6 separate regions of the Mus musculus genome follow, and regions 1, 2, 3, 5 and 6 are each linked to region 4. A link is a contact called in public Hi-C, HiChIP or PLAC-seq and promoter capture Hi-C data. All regions are on one chromosome and are shown on one strand. The core of a region is the stretch at or near the end of the contact, and the rest is flanking DNA. Distances in the headings are between cores, read along the strand shown. Region 1 has its middle 7.9 kb from the start of Gm39031. Region 2 has its middle 59 kb from the start of Gm39032. Region 3 has its middle 36 kb from the start of Gm39031. Region 4 holds the start of B130024G19Rik (RIKEN cDNA B130024G19 gene). Region 5 has its middle 39 kb from the start of Gm39031. Region 6 has its middle 5.3 kb from the start of Gm39032.

Region 1 (3,663 bases), core at 29-2,528, 330 kb after region 4:
CACGCTTGTTAATCACAAGTGAAGCGATCTTTATCATTCCGAGTGCTATACTGGGTATAGCAATGGCAGACACTCTTAGGGTCTTTGGAACACTCAGGCTAGGGCTCTCATGAAAGAAGTCCCCAAAGAGTGTGCCATGGGCACGTGGAAAGGATATCTATGAATAGGGGATTCTACTTGGTTGCTCTTCAGAGAGACCAAGCTGTTTATATAAAACTGTCCGGGCTTCGGGATTTGAATAGTTCCACATTAAGGCATATGTTCATACTAATGCACTTAGAGGCTCAACTGCCATTCACTTGACCTCTGGGATACGTTCCAAGGGTGAGAACATCTTCTAGCCTTATATAGCCTTTTCTTATTATCAGTTTGCAAATTAAGTCCTTTTCTCAGCTACCTGGTGCTTTCTAAGAGATGGTTTTTTATTTTATGCAATTAACTGGTTGTTTTTAGCACATTTTTTTTTCCAATCTGGAACCCAGCATTGAAGTTTATTGAGGGTGGATATCCCTCCAGGAGGAGAACACTGATACAGAAAAAGACAGAGTTCAAAACTAACCCACACCCCTGGCATACTATTTCTTAAGGGACCAACACTCTTTCTGGAGCTAATTTCTAAACATTTGACAAAAGCTTGAAGGACGCAGTCTACTCCACTGTGAATTCTTGTCATTATCTCTTACAGATGGTAAATGAAAGTTTGGGGTTGTGACATTCAACCTATGTTGACTCAATAAACTCTCTGAGTGTCCACTTTGTGCCCAGGCCTGTGATGATGGGTGCAGGGGTCATAAAGATGAATAAGGCAAGTTACTTCTCTGGAGGCACTTCCTGTTAAAGGTCGTGTCAAAGGTCAACCAAAAATCCAAAGTCTCATCTGAAAATCTTAAACCTGAATACCTTTCTCAATACAATAATCCCAAAGTTAAATCAGCCCAGGGCCTCTGCCTCAAGGAAATGAGCATAAACCATCAAAATAAAAGGGTGTGCACATGCTAAATTTCCCCTTTATGATTTCCAAAATTGACAGAATGTTTTCAAATTTCTCAAATGCATGGTGGAAACAGAAGAGAATGGAAGGCAAATTTAGGCCCCATGTAACTTTCTGAGGATTCTCTGCTTCTAATTAAGCTATTTTTCCTTCTCTAACCATCTCCAGGTTTTTGCCCCGCCCCTCCCCCCCTCCTTGAGAATAAAGGCAAAAACAAAAACAGAGAGGAGGGAGAAACTCCTGGCTCTGCTGAGAAACAGGAAGTTATATGAAACCCTGTTTGCCCCTTCTGCTGTGAAGAAGTTTGCTGAAGAGACACAGCCCTGCACTGTGCTATGGAAACCACCTACAGAAGTCACTGTGGGAAAAGAAGGAGTGCCTTGGGCCAATAGTGACGAGTGTCAGTCCACTCAGGCATTTCCAGATTGAGCTCACAGATGTTTCAGAGGGCTCTCTTTTTTTCTTCCTCTTTCTTCTTGCCTTTCTCTGTCTCTCAATCTCTGTCTGTCTCTCTGTCTGTCTTTCTCTGTGTTTTTCTGTTTCTTTTTACCTCTCTTGTGAATCTCGAATTGAGAAGCCAATCTTTTCAAATGGAGTCTATTGACCTTGACTGAGTCTAGCCTCTGACAATCTTCCATTTTGACAACTCTGATAATCGTGAGGCTTTTTTTCCTCGGTAGATTTGATAAGACGAATTAAGAAGGAAGTAGTATTTACACCAGGAAGGTTCAACCTGCTTTTGCCCTATTTGTAGGGTTTCTGACAATGTCTGGAGGGCCTCTAGATCAATGACGAAGGCCATAGCACTGAGCCAGCAGTGTTCTTTGGGGATTGGAACTATATGTTTTGCAAAAAGGTTCTGGAGCTAAAAATTGGGTTTTAACAATGGTTGGTCTCAAAGAATTGAGGAGACCTTGCTGCAGCCCACTGATATATCTAGGAACTTAGAGGTGTCAGGCAGCATTTTTCCTGGTTTGGAGATCTGTCTGTCTTTTGCCATTTTCATTTTATTGTGTGTATTCAGTCATAGGATGGAAATATCTTTATAGCTTCAATGGTTCCAGATGTAATGCAGCAGAAAATTCTGATTTTAGGCCCATGTGATTGCATGGCTTTGCTTAAATTTCTGTTTTCTGTTTGGTCAGTTCAGCATTCTCCACACTGTGCCTTTTAAAGAACAGTCTTAGGAGGCAGCCTTTATTCTTTGGGGCAGTCAAGGCATCGTTTAATTTATTAGGCCAGCATTTAATTTTCTGCTCAGGGGAAGCTGGCTTGGGCAGTGGTTCAAACATCAGTATATGATGGCAACTCCTAGCAGGCACGTTAGGCACAACTTGCTGGGCCAGCTTCCAAAATTATCTCTAGCCCAGGGACTGCTCAGGTTGAGACACACTCGCTAACATTAACATTTCTTGCTAAATAGGCCAGTTATCAGGGAATTCCCCCAGAGCACTGGATTTGAGATAGAATGTGAGAATCGGATATTTTTATGTCATATAAATTCTGTATTTTTTCATATTCGCAATTTTGGTGGGACGTGAAAATATTTTCAGATTTATTATTATCTTGTGCGTGTGCAAGACTTGTGTGAGTACATGCGTCAGGGTTGGCATGTGGAGTTCAAAGGACAGCTTCCTGGAGTCCATTTTCCCTTACCATCTTCATGCGGATTCCAGGAATTCTTGGGTCCTTAGGCTTTGCAGAAGGTGCTTTTCGAACAGAATCATCTCTCTGCTCCCCCCTCCCTTCTTTAAAATGAGAGATCTAGTTGAAACGTACTTTTCGGGAAATTTCTTTTTTTCTTTTTTCTTTTCGTTTCTTTTTGGTTTTGTTTTGGCATTTAACCATAATCATTTTTTTTTTTTTGCATGTTGTTGTAACCCATGGCTACTCATCTCCACAAGTCTCAGTATCTGACTTGGAGAAAATGGACTGATCAGCTCCACCCACTCAGGCACTGGGGATTTGATTGGCTGTGAGAGTAAGTAGGACTTCTCTTGGTGAGGCAAGGAGATGAGGAGGCTCTTTAGTTACAGAAGTGACAGCAGAGTTACCACCAAAACAAGGGCAGCATGCTTGGGAAACAGGCCTGAGTATAAAGGGCTCTGGATGCTGTCTCATCCTTAGCCTTTGGCACTGCCCTTATCTGTTTGCTTGCCAGCTTTAAGCAAGGATGCAAGCTTTGTACTTCTTTGCAAGGTCAAAGGCTTGGTTTCAGTTTCCCAACTCAGCATAGGGTACCATTTAGACTTCCTCAATGCACAGCAGAAGAAGTAGCAGAAGAGAACTGGGCGGCGAGAGGCCAAGCTAAAAGGATTTAATTCACTGTCAGACTATAGAGGATATTCAATGTTGGGACTACCTGTTCTAAACAAGAAGATGAGGAGACCATCATAAAGTTAGTTCAATGAAGGGACTGTGTTTTCAAGACAGTTATTAAATATTATTAGTATTATTAAATATATACATGTGATGTGTATGTGACAGGCATGTGCCATGCAGAGTCAGTTCTCTCCTTTCACCTCTGTGCAGGTTCCAAAGATCAAAGTCAGGTTTGTCAGGTTTGCTGGGCAGATGTGTCATCCCATGAGCCTTTCTACCAGTGTTTCCAATCTCAATCCAGGGGAGATATGATCCATGAACAGAGTCCATCAATCAAAGATAAAGGCGCA
Region 2 (3,640 bases), core at 264-2,763, 500 kb after region 4:
CCGTTGGGTGTTATTTTCTTATTACCAACAGGGTTACAGCATGGACTTTTAAAATTCTGCCTGGCTTTTAAAACTATTTATTCACACCTCTCACTTGTTAATTCATTTTTAGTGCCAGTTCTTAACAATGAGCGCTAAGAAGCAAGTCTTTTATTCTATGAAACTGTTGTTAAGCTGTACAGCTTCCTTGTTGGAAAGCAGATCGAGCGCATGTACAGTGAATCTGATGAACTTTTCTTTAAGAAGAAGCTCTGTGTTCCAGAGACACCGTGGCTGTGTCTGGACTAACAGGGACTGAGAAGGTGACCTTGAATCTCTTGTAGCAAGATATTCTTCACCTAAATAAATAACTGTTAATTTTAAATATACAAAGGAATTGTGAAATATAGTTTTGAGACTAAAGGAGAGAGAAGAAAGGTCCCTACAAGCCTGAGTCTCATGATAAGAACACTGTTTAAGCACATGCAGGCTCAAGTCCAGGTGGTCTCTTTGACCCAGGGATAATTGGTGTACTAACCTTATACCGAAGGAAGATTTAGCTACACTGTGTGGTTAGGAGAAAACTGTAGTTACCTATGTAGTCATTGGAATGCCAGAGCCTGCTCAGGAGCCAACTGAAAATTAGGATTTGGGACAAACATCTCCTCCATCAGCTGTAGGGGCACCTCTGTCGGAGGATACCACACTTTTCCATTCATCCACACCCCAAAACGGCCTATAACAGAGATTTCACCCCATCAGAGACGAGCGATTTCTATGCTCATTTGTGTTTGAAACATGAAAACAACATAACAGCTGCGTGCTGGGTTGAATAAAGAAGATACACATGCATTTAAATCACTTATATCTTACTTTTTTATGATGCAATTGTGAATTATGTTCCTTTTGCATCTGTAATTAGAGGGCAGAACAGATGGCGAAGGCTTCGTTTAAAGTGATGTGTCCATTAAAATAACCTATGCTGCCAAATGATTGCTCACTGTAACAGGGTGCTCATTCTCCATGGCAGGCACTTTGCTGCACTGAAATATGTTGCAAAGGCCCCTGGACTATACGTGGTGCTTATTATTTTTAAGGGCTTTCCAATAAAAGGGTTCAGTGTAGCACAGCTAGCTCTGTACCTCATTCATCTTCCAAGCATATGTTTTACTATATTGTTCTAATTAAAAAGTGACCTTGTATATAATGATCAGAACTCAATACTGAAAATGATTCATATAGGCGCTGGGGATATGGGAAGACTGTCTCAGCCATATTAAACTGGGCAGTGAGATAGGTTTGGGGCCAGGGGCTCTGGGGGAGACATTTTTCCCAAGATCATAACTGCAAAGAATTCAGGAGATTTAGTTCATCTCTGGGACACATTATCTTCTTATTACATGTTACTTCCAGGAGGTTTTCGAGAAAAACAAAAACAAAAGCAACAAATACAAAAGGGCAAAAGTTCATAGTAAAGTTTGTTCGGAGCACAGCTTCAAACTGAGCTATTTTCCATTTGGCCAAGGCGTATTAACTTGTGTGTTGTTCAAAGCCATTAAAGGCCCATTTTGTTTAGCTTCGCTCGGTCAAGATATCCCAGATTGTTGTTGTTGTTTTTATCGCATGAGATCCTGTCTGCTATAATCATAAATATCACTCAACTTCCATTTTAATCACTTCTGGGGATGAAGAACTTTCAAACATTTCACGGCTTCCCAGAACTCTGCAAAATAATTCTGGAGCTTGTGAGCGTGGCCTCATTAGCCGGACTTTTTGAGGTCCTTAGTCCAACTACAGAAAGTCAGAAGAGAAAACACAAATGAAATTTTTGGGCAATTTCTGGGGAACAGATTTTGCAAGCCCAAACAGATGAACCATAAGTTCAGCGATGTTAAAATACCATAAGCAAAATTAAAATACCAACACTGGGAAGAGAAGAACACGCAATGGGAAAAGGAAGAGAAACTTTTCTCACCCTTACCCAGGGATGTCTTTCCTAAGCTGTCTTCAAATCCTGGGAAATTCAAGAAGGATCAAGACCAACAATAGGCAGGCAAGGGCTACGATGCCTGGTGTATAGGTAGAAAGACTGAATGATGAAAATAATATGGGCACACAAGTTATTTTAATATAACTAACACAGTCTTTTCAGTTAAAGCTTTAGGAATCATTTGTTAAGCTATTTATAGTCACATGAGTGAATAGCTGCTAGGAGAACTTTGTAATAAAGTGGATGTGTGTTGGAATCAACTTTTCTGAAGTGTTTGTGTTCCCAAAACATTGGGTGCGTTAAATCTGGCAATTCTTTTACAATCGTTCTTATAATTCAGATAGAAGTGACTAAATGCTATGCACTAGAGTATTATGAAACCTGGAAACCATAGGAATACTTGGATAATATAGTGTCAAATTTCAATAGCATCATGTAATACCGTAATATTTCAGTGTTATTATGATGTAGTCTCTGTTTGCCTACAAGAAATAAATCTTATGTTGAGGTGAGATACATGAAAATTTTTCTTCCAAAATTGCTTCTGAATAATTTATTTCTGGCAAACTGGATTCTCCCTCTTCGACATCCTTTTAAATTTGGTTAATCAATGAGAGATTCCCATACTTTGGCAGGTTTTTCTCCGCCAGCCTTTTTGTGAGTAGTTAATGATCTGTAAACAACCGTTTAAAAGCACCAGGGGACTTTACCATTTAGAAGAATTCTATAGGGAACTTTATCGTAAAAAGGAAAAGTCTTTGGTTAACACAAATACTCACCCTGAAACATTTTTTTTATTTGCCTTTAATTTTACTATAAAGTTCTTAGGGTAGAGCTACCAGTTATCACAGAGAACTTTAATTTCTGAAAGAAAAGGATATTGCAATCACCACGATCAGATTTTTCTCTGCACTGGGAGTGGGTAGTGGTCTGACTCAGAGATCCCGAAAGTCACAAATGTGGTCTTCAGGTTTCTTGTGTAGTTTTCTGTGGAATCCCATCTTCTCCTGAGCTATTCATGGGCATCACAGGCCTTCCTTGGAGCTTGTGGGTGAAGTACAATTATGGTTAAGTGAAGCTTACGTGCCTAGACCTTGCAAGTTCTGGGGAAGAAATTAGAAAGCTTGCAGGCTCTATACTCCCGTGGAAGGGATGCTGTGGAAAATCACAGCTCTCCCTGATGTTTCAAAAGCTAGGAATACGGAAGTGGACTCCCATGCTGAGACCTCCTACCTCGCTCATCTGTAATTTTCCAGTGTCCCCAAATGTCCTGATGAGGAGTTAAGCACATAAATAACACCAGTTCATAGAGAAGCCACGAGGACCTGAAGAAGGCTAATTTTGAGACGCTCTTTGATTTTGTGTGGGAAATGGAGCACTTAGTCTAGCACATATATATTTTAAAACTTTTTATTAATTCTCTGAGAATTTCATATCTTGGACCCCAATCCCACTCATCTCCCTGCCCCTCCAGAACTACACTCTGCCCTTGCAACCTTCTCCTACAAGAAAACAAATGAAAGGAAGAAAAAACAAACCAACCGAACAGCAAGACATCTCTCCACGGAAGCTGTCTTGGGTCACAGTGGGTCCCACAGGATACCCCTCTGTCCACACATCTCTAACTGCAAATGTTCATTGCTGTGAGTCATTGCTCTAGCTCCAGGCCGC
Region 3 (4,065 bases), core at 1,257-3,756, 380 kb after region 4:
GTGTGTCTTTGAATCTACATATATTTCTTATGTTTTTTCTCTAGCTCTTTTCATTCTGTTTGTTTTATCCTATTAAGATTTGTTTGTTTTATTTTAGTTTATCTAATTTTATTTAATGATTATTCCTTATTGCCTGTTTGTTTGCTAAGGAAAGGGTGTGGATCCAGACAGGAGAGAAGGTGGGGAAGAGCTGGAAGGATTTGGAGAAGGGAAAAACTATAATCAGAATATATTGTTTGGAAAAAATAAGTTTTAAATAAAAGAAATAAGATTTTTTTTTTGGTCTGTTGAAAGCAGACAAAAGAAAGTACAATTTTTTTTTCTACAAATAAAAGTAGCAAAATAAAGCAGAACTCTAATCTCTACCTAGAAAACAAAACAAAGCAACAACAAGAACAAAAAAAAAACCCACCAACTTTTCAACACCTTTTTACCTAATCTTTCAAATCCTTTGTCCATACTGACTCCATGTGAAGAAGATACCAGGCACTAGACATGGGTCATGTCCAAAGGTCACAGGATTCCATTATTTTACCCTTTACTAGGTGAGTTTGCTAGAAAGCAGTAAGTTATCCTGGGTCCCCTGTTTCAGTATATTGCTTTTCTGCAATATCCCCTGGTTTCTAGCATTGCCGTTATGTCTTGCAAAGACACCCTTGGCAAATATGCCCACGTCTCACGTACATAAGTCTAAACTGAAATGTTTGAACTTTTTGGGTTGAAATCTTTTCTCTGACATTGCTTCTATCTTTCGTTCTTCCAGAGTAATTTCTGCACAGATCAAAGGTTGATGAAGACACTGTTGCTGACTTTAGGCTGGAGACTAATTCTTCCATACTTCAACTAAACTCCAACATTCAGTTCATCTCAGTTGTTACAATGGGAATATCAGCTTCAAGGGTATTTTTTTTTTTGCATTTAACTGACCCCTCAGATTAATTTGAAAGGAGACATGAGGAAGCTGGACAGGTGGGGCTCTACACACTGATGGAAGGAGTTTTGAATGAGGAAGGTCCATCCAGAAAGTCCTCAGATACAACGTCCTGTGAGAATCAAATCTAACCCCTGGCACAGGTGGAAGATGTAACCAGACCTTCCCAAATGACTGCCATAGATTTGGACACTGGATTTCCTACCTGGAACCAGTTTCCTCCGCCTTTCTTTCATCCATAATAATCACAGATGGCATAAAATCAAAGTAGACACAAGTCTGCTTCCTTCTCGAACATTCTACAGGTTTGTAAAACACACTGAAGTTTTAGACAAACATTTTTAACCTGAGGTTTCCTTTCTTTATGCATTAATTGTAGTTTTAGAAACAGAAATGTTGAAAGGCAGATACAACTGCAAAGGATAATGCGATTTTGGAAATAACAAGAAGGGGCTAAATAGAGATGAACTAGAAGACAGGGATGTCTCCCATGGTACAGTGGGAATGAGTGGGGGGGGGGGCACTTGCTCATGTGAGTGCCTGGTCAGATGTTCTTACATAAAGTACCTCTCTTAGTTGTTACAATAGCTCCTCTGACTTCAAATCAGTCAGGTTTGTTTTCTAGTCAAAATGTATAGCTTTCTGTGTGTTTGTATGTGTGTATGTGTTTGCCAGTGCAAATCAGAGGGCCATCCTTATGTCAGTGCTTGCCTTCCATGTTATTTGAGATGGAGTCCCTTCTTCAGCGCTGTATGTGCCAGGCTGCCACACAACTGGAATTCTCCTACCTTTGACTTCCATCTCTCCTAAGAACTCTGCGACCACAGTCATGTTACTCACCCCTGGTCCTCATGCTAGCCTGGCAAATACTTTACCCACCAATCCATGACCCCAACCCCTGTGCCTATCATCTTAATTAGAATGTTATAAACCTTCGAAGAACTCAGAGTCTATTTTATTTAGAGCTGTATCCCTCACCAAAGCTAGCACCCAAAACCGGGACAAAGATTAAACATGAAACATGAAGCTCAACTTCTCTAGCGACTGCAAATATTAAAACCCCGTGTTGCTTTGCTGTGGTCCTATTGGTTTCTGCTCTCATTTTAGGGGAAGAAAGGTTAGTGGCAGAAAAAGGTCTCCAGTCAGATTTTCAGGACCTGGTCTCACGTTCCTCTCCGAGTATAGTCATTTTGTCTCTTAACCTCCGTTCTGAAATGCTTGGTACCAAACCCCCCACAGCATCTTTTCAAAATGTTAATTCAATAATAAGACAAGGGATTCCTTCAGCTGGTTCTAAGGACAGATGCCCTGATTTTCAGGGTTCGAATTAGATGTGTTCTCAGACAGAGTTGAAGGCTTTCTGCACTTCACATAGATGATGTGTAGCAGTGTGAGCTGACGCTACCACCTTAAATCCAAGCTGGCCTGGGAACGTTTGCAAGTAAGGGTGGCTTTCCCCTTGCAGACATCCTGGGAACCACAATCACAATTTGTCTTTGGAGAATGGAAGCTTAACGGGCTGGTACCTGTTGTATGAGTCTTAGAGAATGCTGTCACTTGCCTGGTTAAAAAGGTGGCAGAGAGGGGTGGTGGGAGGGGAGGAAGCTGTACTTGATCCTTATGGAAGCCAGTTAAAATTAATTGGAAAAAGCTTTTAAAGATCCAAGATGCAGACCAAATGTATCTCCAAGCGCGGCCTCATCCCGCACCGATCGCGAAGGTCACCACGAAGCTGCAGATTTATGCGGAGGGGTTGGGTGATGGAAAATGAGACAAAAGCATTTGGATTTTATTATTCCATTTACTCTGACCCTGGCCATAAAGGGTTTGGAGAGCCTGTTTTATGTATTCAGCTGGTTGCCACACTGACAGGCATTTGGAGCCACTTAAATAAACCACCCTGGTCCCGCAGCTGCAACAACACCCTATCAAATATAAGTTAGGTTCGAAAAAACGAAGCCTGCGAGGAGGAATCTCCAGCAGGTGCGCCGAGGGGGGTGGGTGGGGGAGTTCGTTTGTTTGGTTGCACTTTGTTTTGTGAGTCGCTGTCCTGTCTATCCGATGCTTTTTGATGCGTGGCTGACCTGAGTGCTGAAATAAATTCTTCTTTTTTTCTTTTTTAGTGTATAAGGTGTGTACAGCTTTGATTTGACCTCTGCATTTTAAAATACGCCCGCTTTAAAATACCCAGGATTTTCATTGAGCTGGAGTTGGGTTCTGATGAGGTTTCTCACAATGGGGAGCAGATGAGGATTTTGTTCTTGAGCTTTGAGCTACACTGTTCACCTTTTACACTTATGCTGTAAGACGGTGGTGAGATTTTTAATTATTTTATTTATTTATTTATTTATTTATTTTCTCCATGGACTCTTTCTAACCAGTTTAGTCATGAGAGATACAACAGAAAAGCAGACAAGAACAGAATTCCTCATGGAAGACAATGAAATTGAATCCAGAAGTATGTTGGGTAATGGCTAAAACACCTGTCCGAGGTTTATCTTTAAGTGCGGGTATGTAGAAATAAACAGAACGGAGGGGAGAAAGCCACACTGGCGACAGCTCCTTCCTTGGAGAGTCTACCTTGCAGGTCCAATCATGTCTCATGGGCAAAACCCATCGCAGAATGCACTGTTGTTTCTACTCTATACATTTAGGAGCTTAGCCTGAGGTGACCCCTTGGTCGCATGGATAAGGGCTTATTCGCTCAGCTACATCCCATGGCTTTGCCACACCCGCCCTTCTTTCTATAGTGAAGTGTTTTGCATGCTGTTGAGAGAAGGGTAACTGCAGGACAGAACTGTGACTCCTATTAAAAAAAACAAACAAAAACAAAAACTAGACACAGCCAAGTTGTCTGGGGTTCAAAAAGAGCCAAAGGCAAATGGAGTCATTTCACCTTGGGAAGACTGTCCTGCTGAAGCCAGGAGTGTGGACAAGCTAATAGACACTACCTGCTTTATTTCATATCCTTCCCTTGGGGTCTGCTGTTCATAGAAAGGCCATTGAGACTTTAAAGTATTAAAGTCTCACTTGTAACAGAGACTGTCTTTACCCCTCATTTTCTTCCACAGTTGATGTAAGTTGACTCAAAATGTACTTTGCAGCTCCTACCACTTTCTCTCTCTCTCTCTCTC
Region 4 (3,919 bases), core at 623-3,122:
ATATGGGCAGGCAGACGCTGACTTTTTGGCAAAGAGAAAAAAAAATCCTATTTAAGCTTCACCCTGAAATCTTTCTCAGCCTTCCCTTTCTCCACAGAACTCACATATTGCACTACAGCGGCAGGTGCTGTGATTATTTGAATGTTTTAAGAAATAACAAGCTATAGCAGGTACTAGCCTATCATAAACCTGGTGTGTAATAAGGTGGTCATAGAGTAAAGCTAGGCTGAGCACTTCTGGCTGATTAGAGACACCATATAACTTTCTCCTACAGAGAATAAGAAAGATAGAAAATAAGTCATTTCAGAGAATTGTGGGTCTTTAAAAAAAACTTCTCTGATTTAAGGAATTATTTGATACTGCAAATGTCAGATTAGAGGCAAGCTCAGCATATAGTGAGACTGAGGCTGACACAGGAAATTTAATAGGTAGCCCCATCTCGACTTAATAGATGAGCATAATTGATTATGGAGAAATGTTAATCTTGCCTCTCCAGTGCAGCCATTTCCATGTCAAGATTACTTTTTACACATACACACACACACACACACACACACACACACACACACGAAGAGGTGATTTTTGAGGAGAAGCTTCGTGTGTGTGTTCCTCATTTTTCAAGCTAAAGAAATTATAGACTTCAAATATATATATATATGTATATATATATATATATATATATATATATGTATATATGAATTGTAGAATTACAGCCAGCTAGGCACATAACTACCACAGAGTTAGAGGTGCTTCACTTTGTATTTTAGGACTCATTTAGCTATAGAAATGCTGTTTAGAAAGGGAAGGGAAAAAAATCACCACATGAATTGTAATTAATTTTACTGAGAGAATGAAGAGACAGGACAGCCGAATTGGGGATGGGGAGGAGCAAAAATATTTTTAAATGCCCTTCTTAAAGATGCTCAGCTGTCTTAACTCTAAGATTTAAAAGTCCTAAAATTAAAAGATACAACTCTATATGTTATTATTTTTAAAAACTCAGCCAAGCCCTTTACTGCAAATGTAAATCTATTTTAATGAGAATGGTGGCAAGCTTTATTTGACTGGTCAAAGTTAGGGGAAAACATTTGTCTTAATATGAAAAAAATATATATCCTCAGCTCCCAGGAATATGGTTTCCTTGCAGAAAGTGGTTGGCTAGTCTGTAATTCTTTACAGATTAAATCACAATATGAATACAGACCCCAGCAATTCCGAGTTTAACTCTGAGCTCAGTAGAATCCAGGATCCATTGAATTTCTCCTTTCCCTCAATCTAGTCGTGTGTGTTTTTCTCTTCCACCACACTGGAGCTCCGTGAATAGAGAAGGGGCTTCCATTGTGTCCCTCTGAACTTCCAAGTCAATGCAATTTTTAACCACTGGCTTGTGGTACTTTGAAAATCACCAGGGGCTGTCAGAGTTGGGTCCTCTGAAAAATTTACAGTGCTAAATCAGAGCATATGCTGGGAGGGAAAAAATTGCTTAAGATTGAAGTAAGTGCAGTATCTGTCTGCCCCCTAGTGTAAGAGTCCTTGCTGCCTAAAATCCAACTTTAAAAGAAAAGGAGCCCTTAAAGGGAAACGACTTGGGGCTCACGTAGGCATAGGAGAATGAAACTTCTGTACATTTTAATCTGAATAATTCTTCAGGATTGAAAATTATTTGGTTGTGGCTTGGTTGGACTGTGCTGGGATCTCGCTGCCTCTACGTTTCCGGAGTCTCTAGTGAAGAGATGATTTTTTTTTTTTTTGAAACTGGGTTTATGTGCGTCCCCCTCACCCCTCCTCTCTTTTTTCTTTCTGCCTCTGTCGTCTCTCTCGCTGGCTTTTTTTTTTTTTTTTTAATGAGGAACCGTTCCATGAACATTTTGCACAGAGCACAGAATTGCTTCTAAAGTCAGCCCGGCGCAGTTGCAATAGACAGCAAAAAGGTAAACGTTTGCCTGAAATCCGCACGCCAGCTTCACCACCCCGCCCGATGGTGAGTACCCTTCTCCTTGAGATTCTCCTAGCTTAACAGAGCGCTCTCCTTCCGGAACCGCGGCCGAGGGCGCCAGGCAAGGCTTTGGTCCCTGCCTGCCTGCCTGCTTGCCTGCCTGCATGTCAGCTGCACAAGGTTGCAAAATGAAGCGCAGAGGCAAATCGAACAGGAAATTCTGATACCCAAAGCCAGCCTAGCAGCCCCTTCGCTAGCAAACCTAGACAATCTGCTGCTTGGAAAACCAGGCATATAGGATTGGTTTTCAGTCAGTTCTATGGAAGGAAATGAGTTTGAGAAGACAGGACGAGGAGATGGGAGGCAACCGCAGTCTTTATGCTTCGGTTTAATCATATTTTGGCAGCTTTGCAATTGTATCCCCCCCTTCCACCTCTGCTACCACATACATGTAATAAAATATGGCAACGCACTGAATTGACTGCCCCCACCCTCCCCCAGACCCCTTCAACCACAGTCCGAGGCATTGCATACACGTTAGCAAAGCGATTTTCTGAAAAGCCCCAAGTCATCCCCAACCCCACACAGCACAAGGAGAAAAGTGAGAAAGAAGAGAAAGAGAAAAAAATACAGTAAGCAAACATACCAAAACCATATTTGCCTTGTTCAAGGTCCCAAACCGCTTGCATCTTCCTTCTAAACTGGAATAACTCTCCTTTAGTTTGGCGGGTGAAATAAATGCTTTGTTGGCCCCCTGAAAAGATGTGTCTTTGATAATTAAAGAGACTCTCCTCCTCGGTGTTTATCTAAGCGATTGTGCAAACTGATAAAAAAGTAGGCATTAGTCTGCAGGGAAAAAGAAAGGTGAAAGAAGAGATCTTCCACCTCAAGGAACTGCTTCCCTGTGTACCAGGCGCTCTCAGCCGTTGGAAAAGCCTGCACACTAACTTTAGAGAGAGAGAGACAGCTTCAGGGAGCTTTGTACATAGCTGCTGAGGAATGCAAGCCTCGCCTTTAAGAAAAAAAAACCCCAAACCGTAGGTAGGAGCTGTCTGGAGTGATCCTTGTCTCTCATCTGATGCCTTAGAAGGAAGAGTGCGTTGTTACACCTTGTTTGGGGCTGGAAAGAGGAGACTTTAAAAACACCCTTCCAATTGAAAAAAAAAAAAAAATCTCCCAACTTAATGAGTTTAGTCGGAGGCTGGAGCAACCCGGCTCAGTCTTAGCAGAAAACCGAAAACAACTATAGGCAATATTGCAAAGCAGGACAACCCCGAGGCACAGCCAAATTCCACCATTTGGGGTTGAGAGGGATGGAAGCTAATCCTAAAGCAAGTTGGGGGGGAAAAACCAGAGGGGGGGGGGAGCTGCAGCCTAAGACTGGCAGACACGGTCCTCTCACCCTGGATCAAAGATAGAACTTGAAACAGGAGGCCAACATTTTTTCCTAGGAATCAATTGGAATCCTCATTTTCTACTTTTAACTCAAGTCCCCCCTCCCCAATGATTTTTCTTCCTCTCCCCTGTGGATTAGTGCCTCCCTCCCCTTTCTACTGTCCATTCTAGAACTTTCCTGAAGAGGAAATCTATTTCTTTTGGGAGGAGGGGTTCCCCTATTTCATGCCTTTAAATAATGAATACTTAATTCACCCCTCCCCTTATCAATTCCCCCAAACGAGTAAAAGAAGCAGAGATACAATAACTGGCAAAACTTGAGAGCAGACTGAGCTGTCTCTTGCAGTTTAGTACAGTTTGAACTAATGGATTTTTGTTGTTGTTGTTGTTTTGTTTTGTTTTAAGAGGAGAAGAATGGGGAAACATGAATCTTTTATTTTAGGAAACTGTTATGGTAAGATGTATGTCAGACTTGACAAATGGAACGAACGCTCTTCACTGCTTCTTGTCCCTGTCTTAAACAGGAATTAAGTTAAACACAGTGCTGAATGTTAATTACATGTTTACTGGCTAATGAAAATTACAAAT
Region 5 (3,762 bases), core at 543-3,042, 300 kb after region 4:
CCATGGGAGAGGGAGTCTCTCCAGCTACCATGCCTCTCTCCTCATTGTATGGCTCTGAATTTGCATTGATTAGTTTGTGTCAACATAAATGTCAGCATTGTGTGGGAGGCACCAGGCACAGGCCAAAGTGCACAGGTATGTGCACACGCATGTACACACACCTGCATTTGTACATACATGCACACACATGCAAATACAGATCACACTCATACACACACACACACACACACACACTTTAAGAAATGAGAACTAGTCTACTCTAAACCTTTAAATCTTGATTAAAGACATTTATGCACATACTCTTAAAACTCAATTATAAGGAAACAATGTAGATTTTAAAATGGACCAAAACTCCTAAAAGACATATCACCAAAATGAAACATATGTGATGATATTCCACATCATATCATCCTGGCAAGCTGCAGTACATTTACCTGCAGAGCTTTCAGAATGGCTAGCCCCATAACCTTGACCATGTGGTGATCAGACCGTGAAGCCGCAGGAGTCCTCATCCACTGGACTTAGCCTCATTGGAAGACAGGTGGAGAATTTCTTCAAAACCAACCATTATCATATTCAGTAGATGAAGAAATCAATAAACACTGGAACAGTTTTATTGTGGAATATTACTCAACTCCCAACATAAGCAAATTATGAGGGTTAGAAGAGGTGGGGTGGGGGTATGGGACTTAGACTCATATGGCCAGTTGAAATGATTTGCAAAAGCTAGACAACGCTGGCTTAGTGCTGTATGACATCCTCCTAAATCTGAAACTTTGGGTAGGAAAAAGATCAGTGGCTGCAAGTGCAGAGGGCCAGGGATGGATGGTCAGCTGGGGTAATGATGATCTTCAGAATGGGGAGGCAAATTCAGGCATGGTAGGTTATGACATGTCTGTTTCACAGATCACAAACTGCATCTCACCAAGAGTGAACATTACACAGATCCACCTGGGGCTCTGGGCCATTTTAAAATATCAATGTAGGACCATCACGTTGAAGAATTACCATTCTGGTGAAGGGAGGCTATGCGTGTGTGGGGGCAGGGGAGACACTGAGCAATACTGTCTTTTTCACATTTCCTGTGATCCTAAATGGATTTTTAAAAAGATTTTTTTTTCATTAACCTCTCCTTTTTGGAGCAGGCTGAAAACGTATATACAACCAGTAAGTTTTATGAAAATATTCTTTGGTGGGGCTGAAAAAAATAACATGAAATCAAATAAAGGGAATCTAGTTTCTTATCAGCTTATGAGCCTGAGAATTTTTCATTTAGTCAAGTTTCTTGTAGACATAGCAGGAAGACATGAAAACCAAAACCACCCCCCCCCAAAAAAAAGTAGACAAGGAAAGAAAGAAAAGAAGTCAGTTAAGTGGTCCTGAAGTTGTAGACAGACGACAGTGAAGAACACCATTACCACAGCTCTTTTTCCTGCGTTTTTTTTTTTAAATAGTATTCTCTGAAAAGCACTAGATGTAATAAAGTCAATTTAAAATTTGTTCTACCAATCTTTTGCATCTGTAATTTTCCCATTAAACGTAAATGCCCATGAGGCAAGCTATTTGCATTACATTGCATTTGCAGTCTTTAAAACAAACTATAAATCCCCTCCTTGTTTCATGTGATTGATGCCGTGTATATAAATACCACCATAAACCTCAAAGGGGGCTAACAGTGACAGTAAATTAAAGTTTTCAAGTCTGCCAGCATCTCAGGACTCCAGCCCTTGATCTTAAGCAGTGCTGTTAACCCCCGCCTTATGGCCCTCCTGAACCTTTCCCCCCTTCTCTCCCCATTCTGCCCACCCCCTTCATTCTGATTTCCTTGGGAAACACCTTCCTGGCTATGAAGTCACACCAAGGCATGGGGAGGCAGTTAATTAAATTGAGGCAGCTCTGCTTGTAGGAAAAGCAGAAGGCCCTGACTTGCAAGCCCTCCACTACTTGGGATCAAGAATCTAGGGGCCCCCTTCTTTCTATAAACAGTGAGCAGCCACAGAGATACTGATTAATTTGCCCAAACCCCTAGCTTAGCTGTTTTCATGTCAATTGTCTTCTTCCTTCAGGATGAGGAGGAGACAGGAGGAGTTGGTGGAGGGGAGATACGGGTAAGAAGAGGCAGAACAGTCTCGCCATGCCATATTGTTCAAGATTTAGTTACAATACCCTCTCTGCTCTCATTACTCCACTCTCCCCTTTAACAGCGAATAAAGGAGATACTAACTGCTCATTACAGCTTACAGCCTGCTAGAGATAATTGTTTACCTATCGGGAAGGCTTAAACAAAACATACACAAGCCTTCTTGGACTTCAGAGGATCCTGACATCAATAACTCACTGATGGGTGTAGCTGATGAGTTCTTTCTTGTCTTTGTTGACTGCAGGAGGCTCGAATTTAGTGACCACGGAGAAGCCAAACACATGGAGTCATGGACTCCTTGCTTACTATCACAGTGTCAACTGATTCATCTCTGAACCCAGCCACTGCAGATTTCTTGACTGATTTCAAGCCATCATTCCTGAAACTCTCTCCTAGTCTAATTGATTCAAGGAGCACTGAGCTTTCTCGCAGTGGCTTCCAAGGCTGCTCATAAATTCTCTTCCAGTTTTCCCCAGATTAAAATGAAAATAATTGTAAAATCCCAGGTTGAATTTTTTTCTTGGCTGTATGTTTCAGATATGACTTCAAAATAGAAATGTAAATTAGTAAAGCTTCATAGCTCATATATACAAAACTCTTGGGGGAAATGGCAAATCTTCAAGGAGGAGGTAAATTATCCCTCCAGAAGGGAAAGCAAAGGCACAGGGGGACAGTGGCTGGGAGGTGGGGAGAAAAGACAGAGGAAAGGAAGTCAAGGCAATGAGAGAATGAAGCTAATTAATTAATTTAGGCTATTAATCTAGGAGAAATGTCCTCTGACAATCTCAGGATCAGTGGTATATCCCACGTGAATATTGACAGAGACATTGAAAAAAAATATGTTTGGATGAGGGTACTTAAGTGATTTCCCATTTCTTCTAGAAACTCTTAGTAATATATATGCAAGAATCCAAGAAATGTGGACCTTAGGAACAGAATCTTCCCACATAGAGCCCTCTAATCTTTTGTTCCCACCTTCAACCCCTAGATGACACCTACCAGGCATGAGCTTTACATCATGCTGCCCTGGTGGCCTCCCCAGTGACATCAGAATTCCTGGGCTGAGGGCTAGTGATAGTCCTTATACCTCTGTTTTTTTCCAAGATTCTTTCATAACTAGGGATGGTAAAACCGAAAACTCTCAACATGTCTGAAGGTATAAAAGTTATGAGTTTTTACAAAGCACTCTTTGGACAGATTTAAGAAACAAGTCCCGAGAAGGGGAAACAGCCATTTTTGAGCATCCTGTACATACTCAGTCATTCTATTGGAATTCTCTCTATATCTATAAATCTTTATAATAACCCCCAAGGCAGTCTCATTTTTCTTTGCCAATAACACTGGAGGAAATAGTAAATAAGAAATTTCTACCAAAGTCCAAAAACCCCAAATAAGTGGTCTTGTCTTGGAGGTAAACTTTTTAAAAAGATTTCAATTTAGTACAGATATACAAAATGTGAAATCTTGAAGGTTGATACTGTATATGTACTATAGGATTCAGAGAATATCAGCCTGTGTTATTGACACAAGACTATGAAGGTAGATTTGGTACCCTGTGTCACTGTCCTGTGGTTGGGCTGTGTGGAATAAACAGAATTTCTCAGACTATATGAATGTGTCTA
Region 6 (4,200 bases), core at 730-3,229, 430 kb after region 4:
CAAACTGAGGTATGTTTCTGAGGATGTTTTTCTGCTTATTCTTTGGATGCCTCATTCTTTACATAGAACTATTTCTGAATCTATTACTCTATGTTTTTAAAATTGAACCTGACCCTAAAATGTTATTCTCAAAAGAGCCTGGCATGGTGGACTTGGGCTCCTTTGGAGATAGATGGATGTGGATCTGAATGCCTCCTCAGCCACTGGGTCAACACACTGCTTACTTTCTCATTGCTATAGCAATACACTTGGCAAAAGCCACTCAAGGAAATGGGATTTCTTTATATAGTCTATCCTGGCCAGAAAATTATGACAACCAGAGTTTGGGCAGCTGGTCATGTGGCATCCACAGTCAAGAAGAAGGCCCAGGCAAAAGCTTTTCCTTACTACTATCTCCTTTTTATTCTGTCTGAAACCACAGAGCATGTAAAGAACACCCACATTTAGGATAGATTTTTTCCCAAGTTAATTAACCTAATCTTTACAGTCACTGATCAACATGCCCAGAGATTTTTCTTCTTTTTTGGCACTTTTAGATCCTATCAAGTTGACACTTTATCATAGCAGGTGTGTGTTCTTGGGCCTCCTCTTCTATATCTGGAAAATGAATTCCAAGTCAAGTAAGTACTGGCTTTGACAAATCAAATATATATTAAGTTTCCACATCTACAGATCAATATGGCTATACTAATACTGAAGAATTGCTTGGCAAATATCTGAGCCCATGGAAGTAAACAAGTTTACTGAAATGTCTAATATGAATGGGTATGCATTGAGACAAAAGGGAAAAAGTACAGAGCAAGATTTTGGAAATCTGTTGGTAGTGGATGGATTCCAGGATTGAGGGGAACAGTTAAAAGCTATAGTCACTCCACTGGGATCTATTTTCTAGGCGATCATAGACAATGCCAACATCTTTCTGAACTTCTCAATATAAGAAGTTGGTCATGTCATTTTCCTCTGAAATGTGTGATATGTTCCATCCCCCTCTCTCAGAGTCTGTCCTTGTTTTTGTTTTTGTCTCTTTTTTAAAATATTGTCATTAGAATCAGTTTCTAACCACATTAATGATGTCACAAGAACAACTGAAGGAATTTGAGAGGGGCGAGCCTTGGATTCTCCTCCAGTCTCTAAAGATATCAAAAGGAATTGATGAGCGGCATACTGCCCAAAACATATCAGCTTCACATCTCCTGCCATTAGATATCTAAACACGCCTCTCTTCATTGCTTCCACAGTGAGTTCAGTGCGTGCACACACACACACACACACACACACACACACACACACACACACACACACACACACACACACACTCCTCTGTACTTCAGGTCAACAGATCTAATTCTTCTATTTTTTTTTCAGACTTCCTGCCTGTACCGTGTAAATCTCGATGCTAAACACCTGGCAGGCTCCGTCTTGAATATGAAAGCGTACACCCTTGTGTGCAGAACACTCAGCCAATTTACGACTGCCCCTGCAAGTGGGAAACGGGTCCCGCCACAAATCTCTCTCCTTCCTCTTCAGTTTGATAAACTCTTGGCTCCTTTGTCAGGTCAGACCCTCTCTTGGACTTGTGATTGAAAAAAAACGTACAAATGGATTCTCAGTCACCACTCAACAGAGCCAGTTGACAGAGCTCCATGGAATCCTTCTGCAGGGAGGCAGGCTTTTAACTTGATTGATGAAATTATATCTAAATCTAGTAGATTTGGGACTTCAAAGACATTTTTCCCTACTTAGGGCATCCCGGATGAAGGGTGTATGCTATTTGTTCCAAACTCCCAGGCTCAAGTGGTTCGCAAATTGACCCCTTTGTAATAGGGTAAAGGTTTCTTGCTAGATAACAGTGGTTCATTTTGATTAATTATGTCAGGGAATTAATGTATGATTACTAACTTTTAGCAGACCCTGCTCCTTCTGACCCCAGCTGCTTGTGTGTGTGGCTGGTTGTAATTTTCGACCGATGGGTTAGGAGAGGTCACTGTGTGGTCAGCATATTTTAAACAAAGGAAGAGAAAGAGGAGGAGAGGCCTCCAAATGGACTGGACACTAGTTCACAGCCGTGACAGAGAAGGCCTGTTAAGTGTTTTAACAGTAGGTTTTTATATATTTACTCTTGGTAAGAAAAGCTGGTTGAGCCAGAAATGGAGAGGAACCTGGGAAGATGTAGTGAATAATTAAATAGTAAAATGTTAGTCCATAAATGTCACTGTGTACCGATTTCAATCGTCTAGGAGCTTGTTAAAGACAAAATGGTGAAGTAAGAGTGTTGGTTTGGGGCAGGCCAGGAGAATTGAGATGAAAGGGTGTTTTTTTGTTGTTGTTGTTGTTGTTGTTTTTTTGTTTTTTGTTTTTTTTAATAATATGATTTTTCTAGGAGGTGGTATGGGGTTTCAATAGTTATTTTTAGATTCAGTGCTAACTGTTTAGAAGAAAGATAATGCAAACTAAGCTGGTGCCCTTTTAATTATTTTTATTTTCTGTGTTTATATCCAGTATGTGATAACCCTTCTGCTGGAGTGCTCCTATCCTTAAGTGTGAACTAAGAATTTCACAGACCACACAGTCTGCCCATTCCACGAAATCTGTTCTCAGTGCCCATTGATTTCTGAGATGAGCTGAGATATCTTGGTCTTTTGTCTCCATGAACATAAACATGTTTATCACAAGAATTAGGTTTGCAGGGTTCTGAGAGAACATTGCTAAGGCTTGTTTTGGAAAGCTAACTTTCTTTCAACATTCAACTGTGAGGTTTCCTCTCCACAAATGCTATGGATGATATCAATCGTTTGCTGATTGTGACTTCATTGAAATACAAAAAAGTTCCAAGGGAGAAAGAAAAGAAGAGGCCATTATAGGATAAACAGAAGTAAGTGTGTGTGTGTGTTTGTATGTCATGTGTCTGTGTGAATGTCTGTGTGTCTGTGTGCAGATTATTATTAAAGTAACAGAGAATTGGAAGTGGCATAATTATGCAAAAAAGTTGGCTTGTACTGGGATGATGAAACCAATACTCTTGGGTTTCTAAATAAAGGCTGCATGTCATGGACCTGGGGAGAGAGAGAGAGAGAGAGAGAGAGAGAGAGAGAGAGAGAGAGAGAGAGAGAGAGGGAGAGGGGGGGGGAGGAGAGTATATTACAAAGGAAAGTGTTACATGATACCACATTCAACTTTTAAACATTATAAAGCCCCCTTTCTCTAAGGTGGTTCAGAAATAAATTGTGTTTTAGCATTCAGATTTTGTTAGCTCTGTCCAGAAGGATGCGAGAGAGGCACTGGGCTGACCATGGCTGATCACCCAGAGCCTTTATGGGCAACATAATCACAATTACTGTATTTCAAACAAGCCCCTTTCAAAAATTAGAGGTGTTGATGACTTTAATGGGCATATAGACCATTTGTCTGTTCCATTATTGCAATTACTGTCTGGTTTGGTATCTTCTCTCTGACAGTGGCTAATGCTGTATACTTCAAAGGAAGATACAAACCCTCAATAATGCATTTATGGTCCAATTCACATTCAGCTCTTCATGTCCCCGCCATGGTCACCCCAACTACTTCTATAGTCACAAGTGCCTGTGGACCTGCACATGACAAATACACACTGCTATGGAGGAAGGCTTTATTGAAGAAATATCTTTGCACTGAACCTATAGAATTGGTCCTTTAGAAATAGGCAATGTGAGAAAAGAATGACAGGAACAGTCTAGGTGTTTAAGTCGTAGAGAGAAAGAGGCAGGGCTACCTCCCTTAGTCCTCTTATTGAAGCCCAACTATCTCACATCATCTGGACATCTTAGGATAAAAGGAAACCTTCCTTGGAAACACCTGCAGCATTTTTTTAAGGGATTTAAAACACAAATCCATTGGAAAATTGTCTTCTCTCACAACCCAACCTCTTACTTTTCTGTGCATGTAGTTGTGGAAATAGGTAGACAATATATGTTGAATACCACACATATGTATTTTAAAATATCTCTAAGTTATATATGTATGGATCATATCCCATATTCATATCCTAATTATCTCAATACATTTCCTCATGCCTTGTGTTACAGAAGACATGATCTTTACTCTTATTTTAAGATGGTGAGATGCAATATGGCATGGTACACCTGCACACATCTAAAAGACAGCAACCAGAGGAAAGGGCTTTGGGAGGACACATGTCTCTATGCTTGTGTGCTGGTTTCCATT

What was found. Promoter capture Hi-C pulls out the DNA fragments that hold promoters and counts their contacts. Hi-C and Micro-C count contacts between places; a contact is called where the count stands out from the background. HiChIP or PLAC-seq counts read pairs in DNA pulled down with a chosen protein or histone mark.
Region 1: a contact with region 4 is called in a promoter capture Hi-C map of liver, with 2.5 times the contacts expected there. The contact joins the enhancer-like site here to the promoter of B130024G19Rik in region 4. A contact is called at or near these places in 3 of 39 promoter capture datasets (the 3T3-L1 cell line, cranial neural crest and liver), 1 of 15 datasets of contacts at CTCF or cohesin (the NIH/3T3 cell line), 1 of 484 Hi-C or Micro-C datasets (myocytes), 9 of 115 datasets of contacts at active chromatin or transcription factors (the NIH/3T3 cell line, embryonic hindbrain, embryonic limb bud and 6 more) and 1 of 9 other capture datasets (embryonic stem cells).
Region 2: a contact with region 4 is called in a Hi-C map of uterus, with 4 times the contacts expected there. The contact joins the enhancer-like site here to the promoter of B130024G19Rik in region 4. A contact is called at or near these places in 5 of 39 promoter capture datasets (the 3T3-L1 cell line, embryonic stem cells, liver and 1 more), 4 of 484 Hi-C or Micro-C datasets (adipose-derived mesenchymal stem cells, cerebellar granule neurons, gonadal supporting cells and 1 more), 11 of 115 datasets of contacts at active chromatin or transcription factors (the NIH/3T3 cell line, the SCID.adh cell line, craniofacial prominence and 8 more) and 1 of 9 other capture datasets (liver).
Region 3: an H3K4me3 HiChIP or PLAC-seq map of embryonic limb bud shows a contact between it and region 4, with 4 times the contacts expected there. The contact joins the enhancer-like site here to the promoter of B130024G19Rik in region 4. A contact is called at or near these places in 5 of 39 promoter capture datasets (3T3-L1-derived adipocytes, frontonasal cranial neural crest, liver and 1 more), 6 of 484 Hi-C or Micro-C datasets (embryonic fibroblasts, nephron progenitors, trophoblast stem cells and 1 more), 13 of 115 datasets of contacts at active chromatin or transcription factors (the NIH/3T3 cell line, the SCID.adh cell line, craniofacial prominence and 9 more) and 1 of 9 other capture datasets (embryonic stem cells).
Region 5: a contact with region 4 is called in an H3K4me3 HiChIP or PLAC-seq map of embryonic limb bud, with 2.2 times the contacts expected there. The contact joins the enhancer-like site here to the promoter of B130024G19Rik in region 4. A contact is called at or near these places in 1 of 15 datasets of contacts at CTCF or cohesin (the NIH/3T3 cell line), 1 of 484 Hi-C or Micro-C datasets (nephron progenitors), 6 of 115 datasets of contacts at active chromatin or transcription factors (the SCID.adh cell line, craniofacial prominence, embryonic limb bud and 2 more) and 2 of 9 other capture datasets (adipose tissue and liver).
Region 6: an H3K4me3 HiChIP or PLAC-seq map of neural tube shows a contact between it and region 4, with 6 times the contacts expected there. The contact joins the enhancer-like site here to the promoter of B130024G19Rik in region 4. A contact is called at or near these places in 12 of 39 promoter capture datasets (the 3T3-L1 cell line, cranial neural crest, embryonic stem cells and 5 more), 1 of 15 datasets of contacts at CTCF or cohesin (the NIH/3T3 cell line), 18 of 484 Hi-C or Micro-C datasets (embryonic stem cells, gonadal supporting cells, liver and 3 more), 19 of 115 datasets of contacts at active chromatin or transcription factors (the NIH/3T3 cell line, craniofacial prominence, differentiating embryonic stem cells and 12 more) and 2 of 9 other capture datasets (embryonic stem cells and liver).

What each region holds. Positions count from the first base shown.
Region 1 is chr7:70,698,378-70,702,040 of GRCm38.p6, forward strand. No RefSeq gene overlaps it. Among named protein-coding and RNA genes, the nearest start is that of Gm39031, 7.9 kb to the right of the region's middle. Within about 2 kb of position 1,279, at least 5 of the 459 cell types and tissues checked have an H3K27ac peak or open chromatin away from gene starts, as enhancers often do.
Region 2 is chr7:70,859,133-70,862,772 of GRCm38.p6, forward strand. No RefSeq gene overlaps it. Among named protein-coding and RNA genes, the nearest start is that of Gm39032, 59 kb to the left of the region's middle. Within about 2 kb of position 1,514, at least 3 of the 459 cell types and tissues checked have an H3K27ac peak or open chromatin away from gene starts, as enhancers often do. A contact at or near this core is called in uterus, where this site is marked.
Region 3 is chr7:70,741,680-70,745,744 of GRCm38.p6, forward strand. No RefSeq gene overlaps it. Among named protein-coding and RNA genes, the nearest start is that of Gm39031, 36 kb to the left of the region's middle. Within about 2 kb of position 2,507, at least 4 of the 459 cell types and tissues checked have an H3K27ac peak or open chromatin away from gene starts, as enhancers often do. A contact at or near this core is called in embryonic limb bud, where this site is marked.
Region 4 is chr7:70,363,511-70,367,429 of GRCm38.p6, forward strand. B130024G19Rik (RIKEN cDNA B130024G19 gene) reads left to right here and starts at 1,873. Exons shown (of 11, transcript NR_045850.1): 1 at 1,873-1,981. It also overlaps a transcript of Nr2f2 not described here.
Region 5 is chr7:70,667,504-70,671,265 of GRCm38.p6, forward strand. No RefSeq gene overlaps it. Among named protein-coding and RNA genes, the nearest start is that of Gm39031, 39 kb to the right of the region's middle. Within about 2 kb of position 1,793, at least 6 of the 459 cell types and tissues checked have an H3K27ac peak or open chromatin away from gene starts, as enhancers often do. A contact at or near this core is called in embryonic limb bud, where this site is marked.
Region 6 is chr7:70,794,717-70,798,916 of GRCm38.p6, forward strand. No RefSeq gene overlaps it. Among named protein-coding and RNA genes, the nearest start is that of Gm39032, 5.3 kb to the right of the region's middle. Within about 2 kb of position 1,980, at least 8 of the 459 cell types and tissues checked have an H3K27ac peak or open chromatin away from gene starts, as enhancers often do. A contact at or near this core is called in neural tube and uterus, where this site is marked.